3 separate regions of the Sus scrofa genome follow, and all the other regions are linked to region 1. Evidence: chromatin contacts called from public HiChIP or PLAC-seq data. All regions are on one chromosome and are shown on one strand. Each heading gives the region's core, a stretch centred on a gene start, on an enhancer-like site or on the middle of the called end of the contact. The rest is flanking DNA. Distances are from core to core; before and after follow the strand shown. Region 1 overlaps LOC106509041. Region 2 overlaps ASB7 (ankyrin repeat and SOCS box protein 7). Region 3 has its middle 71 kb from the start of ASB7.

Region 1 (4,390 bases), core at 895-3,394:
ACGAACATCTTCATTTTCGTCTAGCAAAATGAAGAAAGCAAAAGTGATGGTGTGTGATGCCAAGACGAGGTCCTGAAGGGCACTGCAGTTTCTTACTTTCCTTTCTTTCTCTCAGATCACTATTTTTAGGAAAAATGAGGTACCACATCACAAATACTCTTGGGCAGCCCAGTAGAAAGACCCATGTGGTAAGGAACTGAGGCCTCCTGCCAACAGCCTTGTAAGGCGCCCTCTTGGCAGCAGACTATCCAACCAGTCAAATCTTCAGATCACACGGCCCTAGCAAACATCTACACTGAATCCTCAGGTGAGACCCTCATCCAGAATCATCCAGTTAAGCTGTTCCCAGACTTCTTAGTAAGGACACATTTATTGCTTTAAGCCAACAGATTTTGGGGTGATCAGTTACATAGCAATAGACAAATACAACAGGAGATGTAGTGTAATAACCAAATATTCCTCTTTCTAACTTCTAGAAACATGACTGGAGGACATATCTCCCCTCTGTGGAAGTTTTAGAAATCTATCTGTAACTTTCTTTGGCTTGTGAAATGTGAGCAAGACTGATGTGGGTCACTGAGGGCACTTTGGGAGCCAAGGCACCGTCATCATCTTTCCCCCTCTACAAACCAATCATCAGCAGTGCCAATAAGGAAACAATGATTCATCAGCTTAGGGCTGTGGGAGATGTGTCACAGAGCTCCTAACCAACTGACCGTGGATGTGTAGCAGAAGAAAAGAATCTTTGTGGGTTTTAAACACTTACATTCTGGGTATTTGTTACTGCAGCGTGACTGGAACTATACTGACTAAAATAGGCAAAGATACACAGGGATCCTCCATCCCCCCCAGCTCCATCTCTTCGGGCAGGAGAAAGCCAACATCTCCATCAAGGTCAGCAGGACTGTACATTTAATGTGGCATCCCCACCAATCACACAGGGACACGCATTCCTCCTGTCTGAGTCTGGCTCAGGAATGGGTTGAGAGGTGGGGTACTGTCACCATGGCTCTGGTTGTTCAAAACCCAGTGGATGGGAGAGGCTTGTCTGAGAGTTAGAGGAGTTGAAGGTGTTAACAGCCTCTGTGATCCAGTTCTGAAAGTCACAAAGTCAACACTGATTGATCCTTTGCTTTCTTTTCCGGAACCATAAAGAATTTGGGGAAAATTACTGTCTGGCCACCCAGAAAACAAAGGCCAGTTAGGATTTATTTTCTTTTCTTTTCTTCTCAGATCCATCCCCAGTTCCCCAAGGAGCCGGTGTGGTTTGGAGCTTCCTCTGCGCCTGTTGTGCTCTTCTCCACACACCCCCTGCCCGGCCCCTCCCAGCCCCCTCAACGGTCCTTCCCTCCTGCCCCCAGCCCCCCTCTTCTTCCCGTCCTCAGGCTCCAGCCTCCTCGTTAGGAAGTGTTAGAAAGTTGCTGGAGTGCGAAATGAGCCTGTGAAAGCTCGTTGTCCTAATTAAACGTCGACAAGGAGAGTGACAAGAGGCGATGGAGAGGAAACGGGTGCCACGGGGTCTCAGCCCAGACCCAGGCTGGGGAGGCCTTTGTCCTGCAGAACAAAAGCTGCTGTTTGCATGTGTTAAACCCCATCAAACCTCATCAGACCCAGGTGCAAAAACCCATATCCCAAATGCCATCCCGGCTTATGCCACCTTCCTGGAGCACTGACGGGCCCCAGCCATCAGCCCTAATCAGGACAGGGCCCCACATCAAAGCTGCACTCCCTCCACAGACAGCTTCTGCTCTAAGATGCATTGTTGTTCTGATTTCCTACCCTCAGCCCTTGCCTGACGAATTAGGGCACAAAGCCCTCCCCCCCTGTCCCCCCAACCCCCATGGCATGGCTGGGCCCTGCTGGCCTTGTTGTTAATGAGGTAGGGAGGGCGGGTTTGTCCCAGCCTGGGACCCACATAATCACAGAAAGCTGTTGCTTTGGAACAGACCGAGCTGTCCCCGAGTCAATTTCCCTGAAAGCCACGCAGAGCTGAGCTTCCGGGGAGAATTCACAATGCTGTCCATTGTGTCTGCCACTTCCTCTGCACCCTCCCAGCGAGGAAGCAGCTCCTCTCCTGAGCCCCAGGCCTGTGCCAGAGCTGCTTGCCGATGTCCCGCCGCGGTTTTCCAAAACCCCGTGAGAAGCAGTTTCTGGCTGCAGTCATTGTTTCCAGACTGGCCCAGCCGGCTGGGGAGGAGAAGCCAGGCCCAGGAGACGGTCTTCCAGGCCCTGGGAAGAGGCCAGGCTTGCGACACAGGACCCCGGCGTCTCAGGGAGAGCTCGACACGCCCCCCCCCACCCCGTCTCTGGGCAGAGGCCAAGGTGGCACAAGGCCCAGGAAGAGGCTCCTGAGGGGCCAGGTCCCTGGAGGACCAAGCCCGGATTATCTAGCAAGTCCTCAAACCATGCAGGGCCCCCAAGGACCATCTTCCTGCCTAGACTTCAGGCAGCCATCTGGCCTCTGCCGACCCAGCATCTCTTCCTATCGCCCCGTCCCAAGGACGCAGGCCAGTCCCCAGAAGGGGCTGAGGCTGGGAGAGCCCTTCGGCCTCACCTGTGTCCTCACATTGCCCCCAGCGGGCTGGAAGCCCTGAGGTGGGAGAAGGAGGGTGGGTGCAAGGGGAGAGGGAGTCAGGACCAGGGAGTCATGGGGGAACCAGGACCGGGTATACGTGTTGTGTGGGAACGGGAGGCTGGATGGCAAAAAGGAAGCTCAGGCTCCCCATATTCCTGGCTGTGTATTTGGGGTGGGGGTCCTGCTACATTCATGGAGTCACCAAAAGACTCTGGAAGGCCACCAAGATTCTAGGGTGGTCAAGACTGGGCTCCTCTCTTATCAGCCAGGGAGATCAACACATGAATGACCAAAACAACCCAAGGAGGAGTTTACTGAGGGTTGTTTGGAAGTTCGAAAGGTGTCCGGAATGAGGGGTTTCCGTGGCGGCTTAGTGGTAATGAACCCGACTAGTATCCATAAGATGTGGGTTCGATCCCTGGCCTCGCTCAGGATCTGGTGTTGCTGTGAGCTGTGATGTAGGTCTCAGACGTGGCTTGGACCCTGTGTTGCTGTGGCTGTGGCTGGCAGCTGTAGCTCTGATTCAACCCCCCCTAGCCTGGGAACTTCCATATGCCACAGGTGTGGCCCTAAAAAGCAAAGAAAAAAAAGAGAGAGAGTTTTTTTAAAAAAAGGTGTCCTGCATGAGGAGGAGTATAGGATGGTTTGGTGGGTGGAGGAAAGAAGCCTTCCTCACAGGGCTGCCCTTATTCTGTGATTGAGTGATTTTTTGCGGAGGGAATGGAACAGAGATGAGGTGACAGCTTTGCAAAAGCATTGCTTTATGAAATGGAGGCAAAAGCATTTGCACTTTCCCTAGTCTCTCCAACCAAGTCCTTGACACCCCTTAGAAAACGGAGAATTTTCTAGTCAGCAGCCAGCCCACCACATCCTTCCACCTCCCACTTCGTAGGCCGGTGCATGCGGTGGGCCCTTGAAAATACTCACTGATCTTGAGGGTGAAGCCACAGTGAGAGGCTGCTGGAAACCCAGAGGGCCCACTTACGCAGATCACTCTTGGACGCTGGCAAGAGTGAAATCACTCGATAGGTATTTTGTCGGTGTTTCTTTTTAACTCTATTAAAAGGGGGGCGGGGGCTGTGCAAAAAAAACCCAACCCAAGAATACCTTGGCTCAGGCTCAACTAGATGAAACTTTAAAAAATGATTTAATGTTATGTTAGACTGTTGCATATTAAAGCAATGTAATGCCTTCTAAGAGATGAGAGTCAGATCCTGGTAGTGATGACTCTGGCAGGTTTAAAGAGTTAGGACTCACTTCTCCAAGGAACAACAATAAACCTGTCACCCAACATGTCCAGCAGCCTGGACATCTCCTGAAAATATGTAAATACCCTTTGCTTCCCAGTTTATGATGCTACCACCTTCTATTCCCCTTTCTGAGCCGCACATTTTCCAAACAGCAACTCAGCCGGAGATAGGAAGCTCCTGGGAGAAGGGAGTAATCGGGCTGTGTCACGGCCACGGAGCAGGGCTGGGTGAGCACACAATCAAATCGCTTCCCAGTGGCTCCCCGGCCTGGGGTTGCCAGAGGTCTGTGTGTCTCCAGCTGTGGAGGCCTCTCTGTCCAGAGGCCCTCATGGAAGATGGCTGGGCACTCGTCCCAAGGCAGATGTGATGGGAAATCGTGCCCCAGAAGCTGGGATGAGGCCAGGGAGGAGACATGGAGGGACTGGGAAACCTGGCAAGGTAACCATGGGCAGAAACCCGAAAAAGGAAGACATTCCTACCAGTTCCAGAAAATAGGGCTAACTTAAAGTACACCTTCTTTCTTTGAATTGCCCTTGGCAGGCCCAGCTGTTAAACCAAAACAACA
Region 2 (4,390 bases), core at 575-3,074, 190 kb before region 1:
TTGTTTGAGGTTTGATCTGGAAGTTTAAAAAGGATGTTTTATTTTTGCTGTTAATAAAATCCCAATCGCATATCATATTTAACAATAATTAAAATGTCTCAAAATTGGTAAATGGTGGAACACAGGGCGAATGTGCAGGTCTGCATTTGAGTTTGACAGAGAAGCATTCTGTGGTCACAAAATGAGAACAAGTATGTTCAGAAAAATTAGTGGATTGGTTTTTCCAGAACCTTGACTGAAATGTTCAGAATAGTATCAAATTTGTCACTGATCCTTCTATGTTTCTTTTGAAATTTATTTAAGCCTACTACTAAACCTTTATGAAAATATATTTGGCAAGTACACCAAAGAAACCAGCTCATAAAAGATTATGGTCATTAACGAACTGCAAACCTCATCTTTTGAAAACAGAAGATTGTGTGTGTGTGTGTATGTGCGTGTGTGTAAATATTTGTGTTTATAAATGTACAGCAGAGTAAGAGTTTTTTTAGATTATTTAATTCCCATATTTCTAAACTATTTACTACAGAATAATCTGTGCTTGTTAGTTTGGAGGATTTGACTATTTTGTTTTTTTTTTTAATTCATTATCAGTCATGCTTGGAACAGCATTTCCGCTGGAGAATTCAGTGTTCTGGCAGTAGCCAGAGTACACATCTGGAGCGTGAGGGAGTCTAGCTTGCTTTGTCAGATGCACACCCTGAGAGACAAGAATGTGTAGTTTAATCACCAGAGTGGACCATACAAAAACTGAGATTCTAACTCTCCTGCAGAATTGTTCATCAGCCCAGAATGTGGTTGGGATGAGGCCCTGTGCACACAAATTTAGCTTTCCTGTAACTCCTAGTGCATTATATCGTAATGTATTTTGTTCTTCCTTTGTAATGTAAGTTTTGCTTTGGGTCAATTTGAATTAAAAAAAAAAAACACAAAACCTTAAATCTGATTTAAAATATATTGGAATTGTCTTTTATTTCTAGTCTCTCTTAACTTTAATACTTACTAGCTATTTGGTAAAGAAAAAGAGAAATCTCATTCATCAGCATTTTAGATAATTGGGAATTGTGTAAGAAGGTGAGATAGTTAACAGCACTATTTTAGATCAGATAAGGAAGCCCCCCACCCCTTTTAATGCATTCTGCAAACACCCACCAACAAAAGATTATTCCATTCTCTCTCTCTTTTTTATTTTTTGGCCACACTCACAGCATGCAGAGGTTCCCTTGGCCAGGGATTAAACGCACGCCACAGCAGCAGCCCACACCCTAGCTGTGACACTAGATCCTTAACCTGCTAAGCCACCAGGAAACTCTGTAGCTATTCTATTACTTTTTTTTTTTTTTTTTCTTTTTAGGGCCACACCCTCGGCACATGGAGGTTCCCAGGCTAGGGGTCGAATCAGAGCTGTAGCTTCCAGCCACAGCCACAGCAATGCTAGATCTGAGCCACGTCTGTGACCTACACCACAGCTCACAGCAACACTGGTTCCTTAACCCACTGAGCGAGGCCAGGGATCGAACCTGTGTTCTCGTGGATGCTAGTCAGATTCGTTTGCACAGAGCCACGATGGGAACTCCCTCTATCCCATTCTTGAGTGTGATCCAGCTCTGATCCTTTTGGGGCCGTGTCCACCTCAACATTTTGGACCACAGCATCACACAGAACAGTAAATTCAGTTAAACAATGAATTTGAGGTAGTTTATTAGCTTGTAAGAACTAGAAGCAGAATAACTTTGATTTCCTATTTCCTCTATATATCATAAGCACAGCTTGATTCAGGAGAGACCTCAGACTAATGAATGATGGTGTGCTAAGAAGAAGGGAGGACAGGCCAGCTAGCACCCCATGCAGAAATCCGATGTTTTGCAACTGTAACCTCATTACAGACTTGTCTGGGGTTTGGCACAAGTGAAAGCCAAGAATGGGACATTTGAAACTATTCCTAATGATCAGCAAGGGAGTTCAAATGTGAAAAATAGCTGCATTGCTTGGAAATCTTGAGGTCTTTCCTCTTCCAATATGATGTAAGTAGTGTATTGTTTTTTCAGCTGAAAGACAATTTACAAAAATGACTTACCAGCTATTGATAAAACAGATTATCTACTTGATAAAAAAATTTCCACATCCCATGTAGTTGGGTTTCAAAGATAAAAGAAAATCGGATTTGTATCATCAATTTCTATTAATGTGACAGTGTGACTTTGTGTTCTTTTAACACGTCTTACAAATTTTGATGTTATAATTTATACTAGCTCAACTACCAATAAAGATTGTAAATATCCACTGCTATATACTGCCTTTTAGGTTGATGTAGACTCATAAGATACAAAGGCAGTTCATCATTATTTTATCATTAGTTATCCTGTCATTACCTACAAGGTCTCTTAAGTCTTAGATAATCAAAGTAAATGTCACAGCGTATGGCTGCCATGGAGCCCATGACTTGTCATGTACTGCTGAGAAACCATGTTCAAAGTTTGTAATACATTTCCCGAAGATCACGGTACATTTTAGATAATTTTTTTTTTTTTTCCGGCCACACTTGGCAGCATGCAGTACTTCTCAGGCCAGGAATTGAACCCGGGCCACATCAGTGATAATGGCAGATCCTTAACCCACTGAGCCACCAGGGAACTCCTAGAGGTATTTCTTAGTCTTTCAGAAAGACTCTGATTCCTGAGTGACAGTTAACCTGCTCAATCCCATTTGAAAAGACCCAGATGTTTTGCCGAAGGTCCTACAAAGGATAATTGTGTGATCAAACCCTGAGCTAGTGCCATTGCTGCAGTATGTGGTCTCTTGTTCTGTACTAGTGTCTTCCACCAGTGCTGAGAAGTGCCCTTTCCATCTGTCACTTACCTATGCCCAGAGGGCCTCCTGCTGCATCTCAGCTGTGCATCCAAAGCTAAATGATTGATCAATTCTAGAGACCCATAAACCATTAGAAGTTAGGGATCAGATTAAAGCAGATTATTTCTCTTCTGTTGCAGAAATGACTTTGGAGGAAAAAATCATGTCATCGTTTGTAGTTGTTACAAATATTTTTTAAATTTAAAATTCACTTAGAACTTTGTTTCCTTGTAATTAGGAAATTGTTGTAGATGAATATAAATGTAATTTATGTTACATTAGGTAGTAATGAAGTGACTCACTTTACTGTGAAACAGTATTTTATGAATCAGAAACAAGATGGCTTAATTTGGATGAAGGGACTCAGTTGAAGCTGAGAAACTCGGTTACGTGCCGAGTAGACTGACCCTTTGTGACTGACGCAGAGGTAATCCAGCTGCAGATATTTCCTATTTTATCTGGCAAACAGAGTCATATTTTTCCTGCTGCTTAGTCTTGGGCTTTTCTTCCTCTGATAGTTTGGGGTCAGGTCACTGCTCAGTTTTCTTTACTGAAAAAGGACACTTGTAGGGCATGGACTTACAGTACATGACCATTTTATGTTTCTCTGGAGACTTTCTAGGTTTTCCCTTTCTTATGTCCGTCCACTTAACCCGTTAGTGAAGTATACGCGTGCCCAAGTCATGGCCTCAGCCTTCACCAAGTTGCTTTTGGGTGTTGATTTTTGAGTTCTCAGGTTGCTTGTTTTCCCTGACTTACCTGGATAGAAAGATAGCTTAATATCATTGGAAAATATAGCCCAATATGGTGGCTGTATTTCCCAGTATCATTTAAGAAGCCCAATAGGAATTTCCGTCGTGGCTCAGTGGTTAATGAATCCAACTAGGAACTGTGAGGTTTCGGGTTCGATCCCTGGCCTTGCTCAGTGGGTTAAGGATCCGGCATTGCTGTGAGCTGTGGTGTAGGTTGCAGATGCAGTTCGGATCTGGTGTTGCTGTGGCTCTTGCGTAGGCCGGCAGCTGTGGCTCTGATTAGACCCCTAGCCTGGGAACCTCCATATGTGGCAGGTGTGGCCCTAGAAAAGGCAAAAAGACAAAAAGGAAAAAAAAAAAGGCCCAACAAATGAGTCTGGGCTACATCAGTTTCCCATCCAGGGTTTCACTGGAGAGGACCATACCTCATTTCTTCCTGGTTTATTACTGGTGTTCTTAAGAAGTCATTGTGAATCCATTGCTCAGTGAGCTCCTTGAGGATGGACCCTCGGTCTTATTTGCCTGAATCTCCAACAGTATTTGCTGAAAGAATCAGCTTTCCACAGCCATAGATACCTGTGGCTCTTGGCCCTCAGCCAGCAACTTTGTCTGCCAGGTGGATGACAGCATCAGTGGTTCCCAGCTCCAAATCTCTGGTAGATATCATCCTCTAATTCCTGCCAGTATTGCCTTTTCTCTTCCTTCCTCCTTCACCCTGCCCTGCCCCCCAACCCCCTTTCCGGCCATGGTCTCACAGAGGTGGACCCGTGTGATCAGCAGGGCAAGGC
Region 3 (4,390 bases), core at 568-3,067, 170 kb before region 1:
CTGATGGCTTTGCCGCATTAACAGATCAAGTGTACTTTAAATACTTGCTGACATTTTATCATCAGGTAGGAAAGGACACTTTAATGAAGATTGGGTCCACTTTTAAAAGCAACTGGCATTTTCAGCCTAAGTATTTTACTAGCCTCCAAATCTCAATTTCCTTGAAGAATCTTTTTTTTTTTTTTTTTTTTTAATTATTACAGCCTGACGTGCAGCATGTGGAAGTTTCCAGGCTAGGGGTCGAATCAGAGTTGCAGCTGCCAGCCTACACCTCAGTCATGGCAACACTAGATCTGAGCTGCATCTGTGACCTAAGCCACAGCTTGTGGCAACACTAGATCCTTAGCCCACTGAGCAAGGCCAGGAATCAAACCCACATCCTCATCCTCATCTGGGTTCTTAATCCAGAGCCATGATGGGAACTCCATCTTTGCAGAATGTATTGTGGATTCTAATAAAGTCTTCTCTAATCATCTATGGAGACCATCTGTGCAGGCAGAGGCCAATTCCTGTAGACCCTGCTGTGGCTGACATCTTACCAACAGCAATAAAGACCATAACAAGTCCTGCGTCTATTTCCAAATCCCTTTTTGTTCCCACCCTGCTGTGCAGAGCTTCCATCTATGCATGCTTTCCTCTCACTTTCCCCTTCTTCAAACATGAGCTGTCCCTTTAATTTGGTGGCCTGGCTGGGGTGTGGGGTTTTCTTGGAGGCACTGGGGCACAAGTGACTGTCCCTCCATCTGCAGAGAACGAAAGACAGAGAGGGTTTTTCCTCTCTTCGACCCTCAACATATGCTTGTGTTTTGCCATGCAGCTCTGGGAGAGAATCCGGTTCATTGTTATAGGATGGAGCAGTCAGGCCCTGCCACAGAGGTTGGCTTTGCCCTATTTATTCTGGAACCTGGCCTCCTGAGGCTCTCAGGTCCTGGCCGCAGAGTGTGCCCAGGCCAGTCTTTTTGGGAAGAGCTGCCTTGGTGAAGTGCCTCTTTAGGACAAGGATGGAGGTGATGTCTTTATTTCTCTCTCCTCCCAGACCCTGACTCCCATGAGAAGAAGGGAGGGATGATGGCTGTCCAGAGCTCCCCAGCTGCCCCTGTACATGTGACTCTGCTCATGGGCTCCACAGTGGCAAAACTTAATCAGCTTTCCCCAGATAGAGCTTACCTTGGCTGGCGTTTGGAATCTCAGGTCAATGGAGGGTAGAGGTCCCACGTAAATGTATAGTATCAGATTCCATTTTATTTTATTTTATTTTATTTTATTTTATTTTATTTTGTTTTGTTTTGTTTTATCTTAATGTTTAATTCGACTGGAGTATTGCTGACTTACAGTGTTCTGTCAATTTCTGCTGTACAGCAAAGTGATCGGTTATACACACACATGATTTCATTTTAAACGAGAGGCCCTGAGTCGCGCTTCAGTGTCACTGGTGACATCCGGTTGACTTTGGTCCCTTGGCTGGGCTTTGCTGAGAGCCGATCTTCTGGCAGCGAGAGGCTTTCTGGAAAGGGGTGTTGCAGTAGATGGATTTCAACAAAGGCCAGAGCCTTGAAGAGATGACAGATGACAAGCAGGCCCCTGAGCCTGGGTTCCGGCGGATGCTCTTGCTGAGCTCAGGGTGTGAGGTGCACTTCCTAGGACACCCCAGTTGGGCTGCCCAGGTGCATGAGGAGGCGTGGAGGGCAAGGGTGGGCCTGGGGGATGGAGAGCTGGAGCCCATCCAGGGAGACAGCCAGTGTGTCCCCTCCTCATCAGACAGCTGCAGGGCGGTGTGCCTTCCAGAGCGAAGACTTGGACAGCATCCGAGTAAGTAAAGGGTCAGTGCTGATTCTGATCAGAGGTGGGAGGAAGCCGCACCCCTGCAGGGCCTGTTGTAAAGAGCTCTGGGCCAGCTGCTTCCTGTCATGAGCTGGGCCTAGGTGGGAGTGAAGGGGTCTTTTTTGGGCCTCTTGCCATGGCTGGGAGTTTGATAAATGGTCGTGACAGGCCTGGGTGGCCTTCCTGATGAGGCCCAGTCCACTGACCTCCCTGAGACATGCCAGCCCTGTTGAACTCACTCCAGTTAGGATGTTGGAAGTAATGTACCCCATCTGGCTTGTCCTTTTTGCTTCTCCAGGTGATTATCTTTCTTTCCTTCCTTCCTTCCTCCCTCCCTTTCTTTCTTCTTCTTCTTTTTTTATTTTTTTTTAAGGGCCACACCTACAGCATATGGAAGTTCCGGGCTAGGGGTTGAATTGGAGTTACAGCTGCTGGCCTACACCACATTCACAGCCACAGCAACACAGGATCTGAGCCTTGTCTGCAACCTATAGTGTAGCTTATAGCGACGCTGGATCCTTAACCCACTGAGTGAGGCCACAGATTGAACCCACATCCTCATGGATACCAGTTGGCTTCTTAACCTGCTGAACCATAATAGGAACTTCTTCTCCAGGTGATTTTCAGACAGCCAGCTATGGTTTTGTGTGTGGATTTTTCCTCAGGAAGAGGGACAGGGGTGGAAGAGCGTTAATGCTTCCTGAGCCCTCACACTGCTCCAGGTACTTTGGGGGCACTTATGCTTTGAAAGCCTCACGTCGTTCCTGTGGGAAAGACATCATTACCTGGCTTAGCAGGTGTGAGACCTGAGGTAGTGACAGGTGGGCTACTGTGCACTCAGGGTGCAGATGCACACCTGGGGTTTGACACCATGGCAGCCTCACCTCCAGTGGGGAACAAACCCTATGTCCTCACTGCTCCCTGGCAGCACTGCCATGTCTTTGTGAGGAGAGGGGAACTGACTGGGGTTAACCCTCAAGGGACAGGAGAAGTCATCTCGCCAAAAGCTCTGGATGTTCCAGACCGCCGCAGCTGCCCCCGGCCCCTGGGACTTTGGTCCAACCCTTGCAGGGAAGTTAGCCATGTGGGAGGGTGGGCCAGAGATGGCCATTAGAGGAGTGCAGGCAACACTGGCCGCTGTAACAAATGCTCCCCCTTGGCACAATGGACCTCATGTCTCTCTTGGGTAATAGTCCAAGGCAGGCACTCTTGGTCAACGAGCAGCTTGTCTCCCGTGTGTTATGCCAGGGGCTGGGACCCTTCCATTTTGTGTCTTTGGCATCCCCCGGACCCTTGGCTTTTACTCTTTCCAGAAGAGGATGGGCGAGTCTCTTCTGCTCCTTGAGAACCTCAGCCTAGAGGTGACACTCGGCCCATCAGCTTACATTCCATTGGCATGAAAACCAGTCACGGGGCCTCATGTGAACGCAAGGGAGGTGGGAAATGCAGCCCTGGTGGGGGGCTCTCCTAGGACCACCCCATGCTCAGGCAGGGCAAAGAAGCACAGTTTTGTTCGAGGGGGGCAGGTGATGGAAGGAAATGGCTGCTCCCTGAGGCTACTTACCAGAGAGAAGACATCAGCATCCCAGTCGTGTGAAGATGTGTCAATGTGGGCGCCCAGGCTAGACAAGAGCGTGGACCCTGTGCCTATGTCCCAGTGACTATGTTCCAGTGCCAGCATTCTGGGCTGGTGCCTACATCCCAGGGGCAAACTTAGAGCCAACAAGAGAAGGGATGTGTTCGAGAATGGTGGTTACAACAGAGCCATGTGTAGGGGTGCTTTCAGGCCAGGGAGTCCCAGGGGCTAGAGGCTCCTTGGCAGTACCACCGTACCCTGGAGGTGGCTGGGCCTGGGCAGGGGAGCCCTATATTTAGGTAGGAAAGTGGGCAGGCCTGGGGTTCTGCTGGGGGCTCCCCCACAGCTCCCCTACTGTCATCCCTGGCCCATGGCTTGGAAATGGTCCACAGAAGCAGTTACACCAAGGAGAGGAAGGTGTATATGACAGGTGAGGTTGGTTTGAATTATGGGAAGAGCTGGGATGATGAAAACTTTGGAAATCTGGACAGGCGAGTTGGATTTTAATCCTTCAGCGTGTTTTATGAGTGAGTAAAGCAGATGACTAATATTTTATTTTCCAGAGCTGAGATTCAATCTTTCTTCTGTCTGTCTGGTTTCTGGGATATTCAAAAGGCATCATTTTAGACCAGTCGGGAAATAAAAACTCTCTATAACCCAAGTAGGAAGTGATTGAGCATGAGTAAGACTGGAGGAGGCAGAAACAATAGCAGGGACTTTTTGACGCAACAATAGAAAATTTATTTAAAGAAAGGAATATTTGCCTAGTGCCACAGATAGCTCTTAGATAGCTGTCCTTGGGAGAAAATGAAAACGTCAAGAGGAGCAAATTACATCTTTTTACCCTTCCATCCACTGCCCCCCAGTCACGCACACTCAGCCAAAAATGATATAATACGTAAAGCCAAAAATGTGAGTGGGAGAGAAACTTAATAATGATAATTAAATGGATAAACATATGTCCTGCCAAAAGTTCAGCAGTGTCGTAATCAA

Evidence for each region. HiChIP or PLAC-seq counts read pairs in DNA pulled down with a chosen protein or histone mark.
Region 2: a contact with region 1 is called in an H3K27ac HiChIP or PLAC-seq map of skeletal muscle, with 6 times the contacts expected there. The contact joins two enhancer-like sites. A contact is called at or near these places in 2 of 47 Hi-C or Micro-C datasets (embryonic fibroblasts and skeletal muscle) and 1 of 2 datasets of contacts at active chromatin or transcription factors (skeletal muscle).
Region 3: an H3K27ac HiChIP or PLAC-seq map of skeletal muscle shows a contact between it and region 1, with 6 times the contacts expected there. The contact joins two enhancer-like sites. A contact is called at or near these places in 1 of 47 Hi-C or Micro-C datasets (skeletal muscle) and 1 of 2 datasets of contacts at active chromatin or transcription factors (skeletal muscle).

What each region holds. Positions count from the first base shown.
Region 1 is chr1:139,431,882-139,436,271 of Sscrofa11.1, forward strand. LOC106509041 reads right to left here. Exons shown (of 3, transcript XM_021084942.1): 3 at 3,123-4,390. Among named protein-coding and RNA genes, the nearest start is that of ALDH1A3, 17 kb to the right of the region's middle. Within about 2 kb of position 2,145, at least 28 of the 83 cell types and tissues checked have an H3K27ac peak or open chromatin away from gene starts, as enhancers often do. A contact at or near this core is called in skeletal muscle, where this site is marked.
Region 2 is chr1:139,239,252-139,243,641 of Sscrofa11.1, forward strand. ASB7 (ankyrin repeat and SOCS box protein 7) reads left to right here. Exons shown (of 6, transcript XM_003121646.4): 6 at 1-955. Among named protein-coding and RNA genes, the nearest start is that of ASB7, 50 kb to the left of the region's middle. Within about 2 kb of position 1,825, at least 6 of the 83 cell types and tissues checked have an H3K27ac peak or open chromatin away from gene starts, as enhancers often do. A contact at or near this core is called in skeletal muscle, where this site is marked.
Region 3 is chr1:139,259,979-139,264,368 of Sscrofa11.1, forward strand. No RefSeq gene overlaps it. Among named protein-coding and RNA genes, the nearest start is that of ASB7, 71 kb to the left of the region's middle. Within about 2 kb of position 1,818, at least 13 of the 83 cell types and tissues checked have an H3K27ac peak or open chromatin away from gene starts, as enhancers often do. A contact at or near this core is called in skeletal muscle, where this site is marked.